Regions from separate parts of the Gossypium arboreum genome. Here regions 2 and 3 are each linked to region 1. The links are chromatin contacts, called in public Hi-C maps. All regions are on one chromosome and are shown on one strand. The core of a region is the stretch at or near the end of the contact, and the rest is flanking DNA. Distances in the headings are between cores, read along the strand shown. Region 1 holds the start of LOC108462022 (probable protein S-acyltransferase 6). Region 2 holds the start of LOC108461406 (probable beta-1,3-galactosyltransferase 2). Region 3 holds the start of LOC108462868 (autophagy-related protein 8C-like).

Region 1 (4,660 bases), core at 1,993-4,492:
TAAATTTGTTTGGTAAGTATATCATTCTTAGTTGTTTAATTTTAAATGTATTTTCTAATGGAATAAAAAATAAAAAATAAAAACAAAAAAAACTACTCCACTGATGGCTTAAATTATGAGTGAAGATTTCGAGAATGTGACCAAATTTAGTAATCGAGATGAGGTGTTTGGGTTGTCATCTTGTTTTGCATAAAAAGTTTCGAGTGGCGAATTGAAAACTTACAACACTCTGCTAACCGAGCTACCATGCGTAGGGAAAAATAGTCCATTTGGAGACGTGTCAAATTGAGTAACCAAGGTAAGGTGCCTGGGTTGTCATCTCACTTCGCATAAAAAGGTTTGACTATGTCCCAAATCTACTGTATAATTAATTGAGCATAAATACCTTGCAAATGTTGTTCAATTTCAATTTAGTGAAATGATTGAATCTATATGTTTGAATTTTATAGACACTTGTTGATTAAACTGAATATTTGAATACTTATTCATTTTTCACTGAAATTGTCTGCATTGATCATGATTGCAGAATAAAAGCTTAATTTTGATAATTTATTATATAGTTTTTAATGTAGGAACATACAATATGCTTGAAAACAAGCATAGGCTAAGTAGGGGTATTTGATAGCATGTTTTACATGTTTAAATAGATTAATTCTTAAATTAAAGCCTACTAATTTGGTGATTTTATGTTTAAATTCTGTCGGGAATGCAATTCGGATGCTTTAAACAAAAAACAAGGAGAAAATGACTAAATTGGAGCACAAGCAATAAAACAGGGGTCGAATCGAAAATTTTGAGACATTTAAAGGCTGATCAGATTTTTGACTTTATAAAAGCCATATTTAGAAAAAAATTTGATATGAATTTGATTTCATGTAATTAGCTATTAGGTGAGTTAGACTAATTTTAGTATATGATATGTATATAAATAGGGTATTTGGTGGCATTTGAAAAACACACTTGAATACACGGGAAATTGAATGAAATTATTTTTATTCCTTTCTATTTCATGTGTCAGTAGCATTCTATCATTTTATTTCCTTTTCCTTGTTTCTTTACAAATTTATTCAATTGCTTCCTAAGTCCCTTCCCTTTCCACCTTCTACTGTTTCCACTAAATCCATTTACATACACCAACTAGCATGATTAATCTCATGTTTCACTAAATTTCTACTTAGCTTTAGGTCAGTATTCTTTTTGGTCAAAAATCATGAGAAAATGAATTCGCATTAAAAAACTTTCATAACAGTATTCATCATCTTTTCAGAATATGGGATAGTGCAAATTCATCATTTAAAGTTAATTCAATTTCAACACAAAGTGTACATTGGGTTGGAGTTGTTTTGGCGTACAGTTGGGAAGTCGAGTGGGCCATGCTGTATTCGAATTTTTGCGAACAATTTGGCGTATTCTGGCGGGCTTATACTAGTGATATTTTTGTCAAGGGAGATAGTAATCGGATTTAAACGACCCATGCGGTTGAGATCATTGATCCGAGTTGGGTTCTTCAAAATGCAAGGCTGTCGGGGTCTTGAATTACGAACGTGTATATCGCGGTTAGACAATCGGTAAGAGTTGATTTACAGGTCGTACTAGAATTGACTACAAAATGAAGAATTGACGGTTGGGAAGTTCTTGGTCACTATAGCCAGCTTATGGTTTGGAGGAAAAAACCTTTTTTCAAGGATTAATTCTGTACTGGAATTCATCGAGTGTAAGGCTAAGACTTTATATTACTGCTTACTGAATTCAATTCTATTTTCTTATTTTTTTCCGATTAATATAATTGTTTATTGCTGCTATTTCACTTTATTTACTTTCTAAACATCTTCATCTCCCCTTATTTATTTATTTATTTATTTATTTTTTTAGCAAGTTTGTCATGAGTCGTGGATGCGACTATTATCACGACAGTAATTCTGATCATAAGGAAAGGCGAAATTGGATAATTAATCTATATAGATTTGACCCTACTACTTTTGTCATAGGAATTTTTATTTAATAATTTCTTCACCCATCAAGAAATGTTGAGAAATGTTCAGAACTACGTCGAATTTGCTTCGTCCGTGGAATAATCGTTGGCTACTCCCTCAAACGCTGTGTATAATAGTGGACTTCCAAGGTTCTCAATCGGTTAAAAGACGATAAGTGCAATGTTATTAACTCTTTCAAATCCGGTTAAGTTTCGTATTAAGAAAATAGGTAACTAATTTTTCTTAGTACTCAACTACTTTATTTTTTCTGTCATGAAATTTCTGAAAATGCGAGTAGTTTATATATATATTTTTTAAAAAGAAAACTTGTTCAAGATTCAAGAAATGAAAGCCTAATTTTCAATATCAAAATTAAATCAACACTCTGGTAAGGAAAAGTTAATTTCTTTTTATATTTACAATAAAATAAAATAATTGATAGAAAAAGATAATGGAGAACAAAGTAAAAAAGAAAAAAGAAAGCCAAATCCACATGAAGAGGGGCTGAGTTGTGGGTTAATCATGAACCCAAAATTTGACGCGGAGAAAGTTTTTTTTTTTTGGTTTAATTTAAGTTGGAAAATAATTATTGATGTAATAGTAGCATAGATGAGTTAGTAGGAAGGGTTGACATAATAAATGTTTCTAATTCATATATGTAAAATCTGTTTTTTTCTTTTATATTTTTATACAAAATTTATAAAAATAAACTTAAACCGAGATTTGAGCCTAAGCTATGTTTAATATTTCATTATATATATAAAATTTTGTAACAATTTAACACCTAAATACAAATGATTTAACTAATTTTAAAAATAAAATGTGGTTGCAATTAGATGAAGGTGATGGTGCAAAATGGTCTGTATTTAAACTTCAAAGCACATGACATCTCAGTGTAGAGAGATAAATAATGGGAAACTGATAATATCAGTTGCGATGAAATTGATTTTCTCCTATTCAAAATAAATAAAATAATTAAAATTAATTTTTTATCTTTCTTTAAATTAATATTTCCACTGATTTTTAATCCCACCAATTGAAATCAGTATTGGATAACATTATTTTTTCAGATATATTTGTATAAAATTTCATGTTGTGTTTATAATTATAAAAATATTAAGCGGCACCGACACACCTTTAAACGCTGCGTTTCGATCCCCATCCTTGGGCCTGGGAGTTTGTCGGCCCATATAGTTAAGGGAAAACCGCTTTTCCAGTTTATTTTATTACTTCCCCCTTCAAAAGTTGCTTCGTTTTTCAGTCTCCCCTTTTAAGCGTAATATCAAATCTAAGCAAAAGATCTATGATTCCAACAGTATGGTTGCCATGGAAATAAATGCTGCAAAGGGAACTAGAACATACCAAGTTTGGCCAGGGAACAATGTAACCTTATCCTCTTGTGAATATATATATATACTTCGTTTTCTTGCTCGCTAATTATAATATTATGTGCAGGTATTTTTTTGTCATGGCCGACTTGTATGCGGTCCAGATCAAAGAGGGTTGTTCCTGACATCTGTTTCTATCCTGATTTCAACTTGGATTTTCACCATTTACATTGCAAATGATTTGCAAAATACTAACCCCACTCTTGTTATCACTATATGTTTGATTCTAACTATAGTGGTCTGTTCCGCATACTCCATGTATATTTTAAAACTTATTACAGCAGTTAGAAAATGATGATCCTTTCATTGCAGATTATTGTCAACTTGATTCTGGTTACAGCCATTGACCCTGGAATCACTCCCCGAAGCACTCAACAATCATCTATTGAAGATACTGATAGCAGTAATGGGAGTAGGAGGAAGAAGGTAACTATTAATGGGGTTCAACTGAAACTAAAATTTTGTCGGATTTATAGGATTTTTAGACCTCCAAGGAGTTGCCATTGCGCCATCTGTGACAACTGTGTTGAAAAATTTGATCACCACTGTCCATGGATTGGTCAGTGTATTGCACTGGTATGGTCGGCATGCTTTCACATACATTTCATTTCCAAATATTTGACTGAAACTTCGTTATTTAATGCAGAGAAACTATCGGTTCTGTTTGGCATTCTTGATAACAGCATTAATGTTCTTTATCTACATATTTGCTTTCTCTTGTTGGAGGATTCACCAAAGAGTGTTGGAAAGTGGTATCGGGTTGTTTGGAATGCTGATGAACTGCCCTGAAACCTTGGCATTGACATTGTTTAGCTTTGCTGCCATTTGGTTCCTAGGTGGCCTTGCTATCTTCCACTCCTATTTAACTGCAATAAATCAGGTGAAGAGTTGGTTTAATGACTGTTTTTACTACAATTGACTGCCATAAATTAGCTACAACAATTTAAATACTGGACCAAGACTACATCGAAATATATGCAAATGACCACTTTAATTCAGATTACTTGCTTGCAGCTGTGGTGATTTGTGAAGTTTAATGCATCATATCTTTCCTTCAATCTTATGCAGACAGCATACGAGAATTTCCGGAATAGCTATGAGGGCTCTCCCAAACCATATGACAAAGGAATAATAGGTAATATAACGGAAGTGTTGTTTGCACCTTTACCTCCTTCCAGAGTTGATTTTAGGGCTGAAGCAATGCCAAGGTGGAACGTGGAAGATGAGATGCCTCCTCTTGGCTGATCATTTAAAAGTTCAGAACATAGTGGCAAAGCCTGAGTTGAATGGCTTCTTTCA
Region 2 (4,751 bases), core at 1,486-3,985, 310 kb after region 1:
TATCCAAGCCTTACGGTAAAAGGGCGTGTACCTTAATTGACTACGAATATTGGCAATTAAGACCGACACAGAAGTCCTGTGATCCGCCTTTACCATCGGTAGTATTAAGCTAGCTATCATATCTGAATTCATCTTGGGATGATCTTGTGAAACACCTATCAACGAAGTACGTTAAGTAATGCAACATTAAGTAATAACAGTATTATTCAAAAACCCTAAACACCTAGTGATACTATACTGGTAACACAAGTAAGTGGACCTTTGTACTTTTTTATCTCCCATAAGCCTGTCATTTTCCTAACTGAAGCTATGATTTTCCATGAACATGTACCGTATTGCACTGTTCACTTGGCCTCAAACTTTTTGGATTTGAATTTAACCACGTAGTAGTTAACCCTATTCATGATGCTATGTTGTTTCAATAAATCAAGAAAACTATCCTTACTAGAAAACACCTTGCCAACTTCCAATTCACCCGAATCTAATGATGAACTTATACGGTCATGCCTTTTGTGTGGGTAGATCTGGAAACTCTAACGCATCATCTGCCGATAGATCGACCTTATACATGTGGGCTGGAGGCAAGTACGCCCTGAATCAGGGATCTTCTTCTTCTTCATCTGAACCCCCTCCACCGTCTTCAAGTTTGTTTAGAACAGGCTCCGGTTTAGAAAATAATTCAACTTCTACACTATCAGGGTCAGGCTCTTGAGGTGGATCAACATCGGGCTCATCATCCAACACACCATTATCTGCAACGTATGAGGTCTCCTCGCTAATGGACGTCATAGGGTGTACATCATCCCATATTGTAGACGTTTCGTAACGTCCCTAATCAGATATGAATTGCCAACCACTAGAAGTTGATGTCATTCCCCAGTATCTATTTTTACCATCAAACATCAAACTACTGAGGTGTATGTCCCGTCCACTAACTGAGTGTCGTATAGAAGTTGTGTATTCCATACTGCTACCAAACACAGACGCTTCCATGTTCTGCCTACCACTGACGGAGTGTCGGGTAGAGGTCATGTATTCCTATTGAACAGCAGTAGATGTTGAAGTTGCAAATGCTTCATTTGGCAATAAAAATTGTACATATAACTTAAGATAGGGTGATCCACTAACAAGATGAGTTTGCACCATCGCCTCCAAGTTACACCACCTTTGATATCACATGAGTCATATGTCACGAGATCAATCGAAGCACAAAATCGATACTTAATAGATGAAACTCTCATTGACTTCGTTCCAAAAATTTTACTCCTAAATATTTTACGAAGTTCTGTCAAATCTATGTTATGGTTAAAAACCAGTCACGTTGTGTTATCCGATAAAAAAATAACACTGTTCTTGATGTCACGGACCTCACCATCATAGTAAATAACAACACTAATACGTTCACTCATCTTCAATTTCTATTTTTCTTAGCCTCTCTAATTTTTTTTTGCTGTAACTTATGCAACTTGAGTTTGAAATTTGACTCATTTATAGCCTAAGGCCAAGTAGGCATTACTGTAGAAAAGAGCGTCCACGTGGAAGCTTTTTCAGTAATTTTGCTGATAGTGCATCTTGCTTGAAGTGTTTTTGACACTATTTTGTTAGAATCGTCTTCTAAAAATTATTTTTTTAGGAACTACTATAGAAAAAGAGCGTCCACGTAGGAGCTTTTTTCAGTAATTTTGCTGATAGTGCATTCTGCTTAAAGCATTTTGACATTATTTTTTTAGAACCGTCTTCTCAATTTTTTTTAGGAACTACTGTAGAAGAACAGCGTCCACGTGGAAGCTTTTTTTAGTAATTTTGTTGACAGCCCATCCTGCTTGAAGCGTTTTTGACATTATCTTTTCAGAACCGTCTTCTCAAAATTAAATTTTTTGAAACTATTGTAGAAAAAAAATAAAATCATTCTTTTCAATATAATTTTTTCTTAACCTTTAACCTAAACCCTTTTGCAAAAACTCTAAAAGCTAAACATAAAAATTATTTAAAAAAACTAAACCCTAATTTAAATAAATTTTTTAAAAACTCTAAACCCTAATTTAATTAATTTATTTAAAATCCTAAAACCTAATTTAATTATTATTTTTTAAAACTATAAACCATAATTTATTTCTTAAAATTCTTAAACTTTAAATAAATAAAACCCAAAATTATTTTAACAAAACACTAACCCTAAACCCACAAACCCTAGGCAATAAACATGCAAATAGCCCTAAACCTAGAAAAACAAGGGCTAAAACACATTCTTGAGGGAGCGATTTTGCCATGTTAGCAAACACGTCCACGTCAGCGCGTTTTGTGCTGACATGGCAAAATCGCTCTCTTAGGATGCGTTTTGTTGAATTTTCCCCCTAAAATACTCCTACATGGACACGTTTTAATATTTTTTGCCCATTTCAGTAAATAATGAAAAAAGTGGTCTATTTACGTAAATAAAGTTAGAAATATACCTTTATTGATAAAATATTCAAGTTTTATATTAACCCAAAAAAATCTTAAAAAAATAATTGCAATTAACTAGTTAATTTACGACCTGTCACATTAGCCAAATTTCTTTTAATTTCAGACACTCAAATTCTAAGTTAAGTAATTCAAAAATGTTTTTTTTAATGTAAATTTAATATAAAATATTTTTCAAGAATAAAATGAATGAAACTTCAACATAAAACAAAAGTAAAATCGAAGCGCGGTGAGATCCAACCCGACCATGCTTAGCCGCGCATAAATACATATCATCACATGTAAATAAATAAATAAAAAGGGATGAAATGGTAAATTTGTATAAGAAGAAAGCAAGAGAGAAGCGGTTAGTAGTGGGTCGTCTCTCACTTGTGTTCAACGTCCCTTGCCTGCAAGCAATGTTAGACCTCCCTTTTTGAGGCTTTGACACACAGAATCTATACACAGAAACAAACCAACAACAAAAAAAAGAAAGGAATAAAAATAGCAATTCATAATAAAACAGAGTTCTCTGTTTCTGTTTCTTTCTCTTCTTCTGAGAAAAAGTTGGAGCTCATTTTTTGCAACTGTCGTTTGATTCGGCTCAAGCTTCTTCTGTTTTTTTTTTTCCATATGGGTTTTTTGCTTCTTTGATTGCTAGTGTTGGAGAAATAGAGGGGATTTTAGGTTGGGAAGTTTCGAAAATATGTCTTTTAAAAGCAAAACAGAGCAGTCTACTAGGAGTTTTGTTTCAAAGAAATGGACTTTTCTTCTTTGTTTGAGCTGCTTCTGTGCTGGAATTCTCTTCACCAATAGGTAATACCCTTTACATTCTTTTTTTTTGAAAGTTCAAAACTTTTGGCTTTCCCTTATTTCAATGGTGAAACCATGTTAATTTGCTTTGTTAATAGATTTTTTGAGTTATGTTTCTTTTTACAATTATTTGTCCAAGCTTGTGTTCATGTTGAGTTTCAATTCTCTCTTTTTTTTTCTTTTTTTTAAAAGAGATTATTAGTGGGTCTTATTTATTTGGTGTGCCTATTAATGCAAAATTGGATCTAACCTTTGGGATAAGGTTGGTTTCAATTGACAAGTCAATTTTCATATATTAAGCGTTCTAATTTTAATGCTTTTATCTCATTGATGTTTCATCATTTGATAATCGTTGTGCAGAAGAATTAAATAGTTGCAATAGGGAACCTTGACTATAGTTGAAATTTTTACTGCTTTTGTTTTCTTTCTTTTTTTGCACATATAAAAATTTTTGGTTCAAATTTGGATTACAGGTAAAATTTTGGGTTTTCATTATGTTAATGTGTAAAATTGGTAACAGGATGGTGGCTGTTCCTGAATCTAAAGCTATCATGCGGATAACCGCCGTAGAAGCTGAAAAATTAAAACTCATTTCTGAGGGTTGTAACCTAAAAGCTGTGAGTCTCTTTAACTTGCATTCATATAAACCTTTTGTTAAGTTTTGTAGGTTTTAAGCTGTTTGGTTTCCTTTCTTTGTATCAGAAAGGAGAAAAGCATGTATCAAAGGACATCATCGGGGAGGTTTTCAAGACTCACCATGCTATACAGTTAGTATTGCTTTTGTCTAACTATGGTTCATTTGATTTTTAAGTGACTGATCAATGAACTGGTTGTGTCATTTTTCGATGTAGGACATTGGATAAGACTATTTCCAACTTAGAGATGGAATTAGCTGCTGCAAGGGCGGCTCAAGAATCTTTACACGGTGGTTCTCCGTTATCCGAAGATGTGAGTAGAGTTGGATCATCTAGGAAGAGAAAGTATCTGATGGTTATCGGAATTAATACGGCTTTCAGCAGCAGGAAAAGAAGAGACTCAGTTCGTGCTACATGGATGCCACAAGGTGGTCGGATTGATTCTTTTTGACCCTTCCATACCCCCATTCCCTTAACACACATCTGCTCCTTTCCTGATATTCTAATGCGAATTCGGGTGCTGAATCAAATCTGTTTTGGAAAATAGGTGAAAAGAGGAAGAAATTGGAGGATGAAAAAGGCATTATCGTTCGCTTTGTTATTGGCCATAGGTGATGGTTTAATTCTCTTTCTATCGTATTGTTTTATAAGTGAACTAGTATTATATTTTTTCTTGCTGTTCTTATGCTATTAACTTAGTTGTATTCTTCATTGCCTTTGGATCCTTATGGATGATTAAGTTTAAGGAAGCTTACAGAACCAAACTTGATGAACCACTCTAGCACTGTGTTGCCTTGCATGGTATGCCTTTTCAAGGCTACTTTTATTATTAGACTTGGTTTTTATTTCTCATGGAAATGA
Region 3 (5,002 bases), core at 2,469-4,968, 420 kb after region 1:
TAGCGATTCCAAACACTCACTGTTCGCGTTTTTGCCTTGTCGTCGAAAGTTTAAACTAAAAACACACACAATTATCATTTAGCCAAGGACTCACCAAAATCAACTAAAAACACAAGCCTAAGTTAAATTCTCATGAAACTGAAATTTCGACAAGCTTAGCCAAAACACAAAAATCTCAATACCTACTCGTTCCTATCACATGAAATTGATTCAAATTGACTAATTAAATGTCCAAGAACAATTCTCAATCTTCTATCTACTCAAAACTATAAAAATTCATGGTTTCAAAATTTCGACATATTATGGCAATTTTCACGAAAATTCAATAAAACCTCAAAATTCTTGAACAAAACTTTAAGGGAAGTTTAGAAACCTCCTAACCATATCAAAACAAGTTGAAAAATACTTTGAAACATCATTTTCCTTTAAAATCCTGAAATCTACCATTAATGACCAAATTTTCGTCTTTTATTCAAAACATTCAATTCAATAGGTAAAAACTCTATTTAAAAGACGTGATATCATCAAAAACTAATAGGAAATCAAAATGTTACCTTCGATGGGAGAAAAATGAACGTTTGGTTGGAAATCCAGAAAACTCACAGGTTTGGGAGATGACAAAATTGATGGTATTTTTAGTGTTATTCTGAAATTCTAGAGAGATTTAATGCTTGGAAGATGATAAGAATAAAAAGAATTGATGTTTGGAAGACAAAATAAGTGAAGGATGCTTGGGGATGCAATGGACAACAACAACAAAGAGAAGGGGAAAAAGTTTCGTGAGTTTGCTGTAGGTGGGGAGAAGAAATAGGTTAATTTTAAACTTTGGTAAATTTCCCTTTTGATACCCCTGGCTTTAACCCCCTTTTCAAAACAATCCTTTATTCAAAATTCAGGGTTTTTGAATATCATTTTCAAAAAATGATTTAATTTTCTAAAAGCCATAGACGAAGACATTTTTGGTTTACCATACTACGAATTTTTGAACATATTTGAGCTAAAATCCCTAAATAACCCTCAAAATTATTAGATCTAATTTTAGAATATGACAAAAAAACATAATAGAGTTAGCTTTTCATATTGAAAGCAAACATATACCGGATCCTTGTGAGACAAACGAATATTCTTTTGCCACTTCAATGGATTTTGAACATCAAGTTTGACCCTCACTCACATCTACCCATGACTTCCACAATTAATTAATTTTGTATCATAGTCTTTGAACGATCCTAAAAAAACTCTAAATTGTCAAGCTATTGCCTTTGTCATTAACCCATGTGGTAAATCATGGATCTTGATCCATAAGTCCACCAACACTAAAGGAACATGGTGTGGGTCTTCTTCATTCCCCAACTTATGGATCACAAGAAGATAATTATTAAAAATCTATATAGAAAAGATCTATAATTGTAACCCCTTAGTAGATGCCAAAGATTGACCATGGTGCTATGCATCAACTGGAAATTCATGATGCCGGTTGTCAAAAAAACAACCAACAAGATTGAAAACTCTCTATTCCCTTGATCTTGTTCAACACTATTCGATATTTACCACGTATCCTCCTCTCCATCAGAAATACTCAAAACTGCCCTCCCATCTTCCATTGAAACACACGATCGCCTAAAAACCACTAGAAATAACAAAAAAAAAACCACAAAAAAAATGAAGGCACAAAAAGAAAATAGACAAAGACTGAAGATATTGCCACACAAAGGTAGATGAGAGAAAATAAAGACGGGCCACTCATAGGGATATTAAAATAAATACAATAATTATTCAAATTAATATTTAAAATTGCCCATTATTTTATTAACTTTTATTTTAAAATTTTTAATATAATTGTTAAATTACTCCTAATTTTTAAGAAATTTAAATACGTTTCAACCCTCAACTTCTAAATTACTACAAAAATGTTGCAAGCTAAATTAGTGAACTAAAACCTGATTTACTTGTTTCATATATTTTTGTCAACGACTTGTTTCATAATTACTACATAGGAAAAATAAACAAATATATTATACAATAAAATGAAACATAAGTACATTATGCCAAATTATTATGAAATTATTCGTTTGATTATGATTTTTTATAATTTTTCATAACTTTTATTTTGAGGAATATAATTACAATCATATTTATTAATTATGACAAAGAGTATACATTTGCTGGGATTGATTTTGGTATTAAGATTTGGGCTTAAATTTTCTTTTTAGGGTTTTAATAAAAATTAAAGTGTAATTAAAATTTTTAATTTAAAAATTTAATGAAAATTTTCTAAATTAAACTTTTTAAAAATTTTAATTGTACAATTAAAGTTTTCAAAATTATTGGGGAGTTAAGGTCCCTAGGCCTCAATGGTCGCCCCCTCTATGAGTCTAATCATTAGCAACAAAATTAATTATTATAAACTACAATTTAGATATAATTTATGGTTTAAATAAATGGTGTGTTTATTTGTAATTAATGTAAAATAGTGGTGGTGTTGAGATTAGATACTATAATGTTATTGTAGCATGAGACAAAAAGTAATTTAAACGCACTACACCGTCCATTCAATCCACACTTACGCAAGAATAATTCTAGACTACCACACAACAAAATTTAAGTTAAAATAACTATGAGTAGAGTCCACACATAATTTATGCAAGATAAGATTTGATCATAGAGGCTCAAAATATGAGGTCTCAGCATTTACCAATTTGGCCATTTTTAATTTACTAAATTTTAACGTCACATTTGTTTCATTTTTATGTAGTTCATTTTAATTAATTTTTAAATAACATATTTTTAATTATTGTTACTTAATAATTTTTTTAATTTTAAATAATATACAAATTTGAAACTATATTAATTTTAAAAAATTAAGTGAAACAACATGCAATTATAATAATAATTAATGATAAATCCGAAAAATATTTACACTAAAAGATTAACACATTTAGTAATAATAATTAAAATAATTATTAAAATTTGACTTCTTTTTAAAACCAATTCATAAAACATTTCTGGCTTGCACCAAACAAACAACAAAAATATATATATATATATATATATATATTTAAAGTACTTGCTTCACATAGTATAAGCTTATAGAAAATAAAAATAAAAAAAGTATCATAATATTACCTTATCATCAATTAAAATCATCCTCCATCACTCTTTAGTGTTATTGTTGTAATAATATAATTTTATATTGCTTTTCCGTAAAATCATTCCTTTAATGTTCCACTTTTTTTACATAATTCTAACTAATTAATGCTAACCATCTCCATTTTTATTAGTAATTTTTCATATATTCTATTTAAATGAATATGCTTAACTATTTAATGTTATTTATATCTGCTCTTTTAACACAATACCTAGAATTACTCATAATCTCTCCTCAACCCATAAATAGAAGGATAATGCACTTCAGCGCACTCGAACTTACATGCTCCTGTATTGGCAACAATATCTATGTCAATTGAGTTAAAACTCAATGACTTTTATATCAATTTTTTAAATTAATAATTACAAATTAAATTTAATCACAAATTTATTTTTATTTTATGCTTATACCTTTATTTAAGTAATAATTTTTTTAAAAATAATTTAATAATAAAAGAGAAAATAAATGATATTATGTAGTCGAAACTCGTGGTTGTATATAAATTATAGATAATCAAAATTGGGCTTTGGGCCTTTGCCATTGGGCGTATCGCACTCTACAATGTGTTGTCGAACCAAATTCCTACTACAATAATAAAAAGCAATTATTTTCTGCTTTTTCTTTATTTAGAAACCCAGATTCACGCTCTCACCCTCCTTTATCTCTCAATCGGTAGGCATCATCTCCCCTTCTCTCTTGATCTGTTCTATATATATATATATATATATATATATATATATATATTTCTTTAAACTTTAATCAAGTAATTTTTCTATGTTTGATTGATTGAACTGTTTCGTTTTTCGTTTTGGTTGCAGATTTTAATCACTATGGCCAAGAGCTCCTTTAAGTTGGAACATCCCCTGGGTTCGTTCTTCTCCTTTAACTATTTTTCATATATCAATTGATTTTGATCTCGTGAAACCCCAATTTCATTATTTTCCCCAATTATTCTACTTCAACCCTTGTAGTTTTCATTTGTTTTTGTTGTTGAAATTCTTAATTTTTATAGTGTTGTTGTTTTTCCAAGAATAGAAACTATTTTGAACGCCCGATTTAGGGAACAGACCGATCAGATAATTAGGGTTTCGAATAAGTGAGGATTATCATGTTTTTTTTGTGATGTTAAAGTGTGTAGTTTTTCTCTTTTTCTATTTTTGGTGTCAGAAAGGAGGCAGGCTGAAGCTGCTCGGATTAGGGAAAAGTATCCGGACAGAATCCCGGTATGTAATGTTTGGTTGCTTTGTTTTTCAATGCAGCCCCATGTTTGTTTTCTCCTATGATTAGAAAGTCAGATTGTTGTTTGATTGTTTGTTGTAGGTGATTGTTGAAAGGGCGGAGAAGACTGATGTACCTGAGATTGATAAGAAAAAGTCAGTTATTTTTCTTTGCATGTTTTCTTTAAGAACATTAATTTGATCATACATTTTTTCAAATATGTAATGTTGCTATTGGATATTAGTTTATCAATGCTTTGAAATGTTAGTGATCTCTTTTGGTAATTTTTGTGTTATCTTTTTCTTGTACTGTGGTTCTGATTTTGGTTCTGGACTTCTCTACTTTAGAGTTGTGGATTCCTTAGGTTCTAACTAATTCGAACCAAGAATTTCTGAGTTGGTAACCATTTCTATGGGGTTTTTGAGGAGGGAAAGATATCATAGAAATGATCTCATTTGATGCTTGAATTAGATATGCTTTCAATGTGATCTACTGAATCTTTTCTTATACTAGTTCTGAATTTTGCCTAATCTATTTTCTGTTTCCATTTGGCTCTGAGTTAATATGATTTTATTCAATATGATGTGACTCTTATGTTTTGTAGAGTAAAGCATATTCTTCAACAAGATGGTGTTT

Evidence for each region. A called contact is a pair of places that touch in the nucleus more often than the background predicts.
Region 2: a contact with region 1 is called in a Hi-C map of leaf, with 5 times the contacts expected there. The contact joins the promoter of LOC108461406 here to the promoter of LOC108462022 in region 1. A contact is called at or near these places in 2 of 5 Hi-C or Micro-C datasets (both in leaf).
Region 3: a contact with region 1 is called in a Hi-C map of leaf, with 4 times the contacts expected there. The contact joins the promoter of LOC108462868 here to the promoter of LOC108462022 in region 1. A contact is called at or near these places in 2 of 5 Hi-C or Micro-C datasets (both in leaf).

The regions. Positions count from the first base shown.
Region 1 is chr13:68,033,100-68,037,759 of ASM2569848v2, forward strand. LOC108462022 (probable protein S-acyltransferase 6) reads left to right here and starts at 3,243. Exons shown (of 5, transcript XM_017762028.2): 1 at 3,243-3,356; 2 at 3,429-3,599; 3 at 3,674-3,937; 4 at 4,008-4,241; 5 at 4,430-4,660. The coding sequence starts at 3,291. The coding sequence ends at 4,606.
Region 2 is chr13:68,347,654-68,352,404 of ASM2569848v2, forward strand. LOC108461406 (probable beta-1,3-galactosyltransferase 2) reads left to right here and starts at 2,736. Exons shown (of 11, transcript XM_017761252.2): 1 at 2,736-3,258; 2 at 3,776-3,872; 3 at 3,958-4,022; 4 at 4,107-4,318; 5 at 4,438-4,501. The coding sequence starts at 3,149.
Region 3 is chr13:68,447,804-68,452,805 of ASM2569848v2, forward strand. LOC108462868 (autophagy-related protein 8C-like) reads left to right here and starts at 3,719. Exons shown (of 6, transcript XM_017762777.2): 1 at 3,719-3,820; 2 at 3,967-4,015; 3 at 4,316-4,371; 4 at 4,469-4,521. The coding sequence starts at 3,979. It overlaps LOC108461939 (a long non-coding RNA gene), which reads right to left and starts at 859. Exons shown (of 3, transcript XR_001867892.2): 1 at 555-859; 2 at 1-55.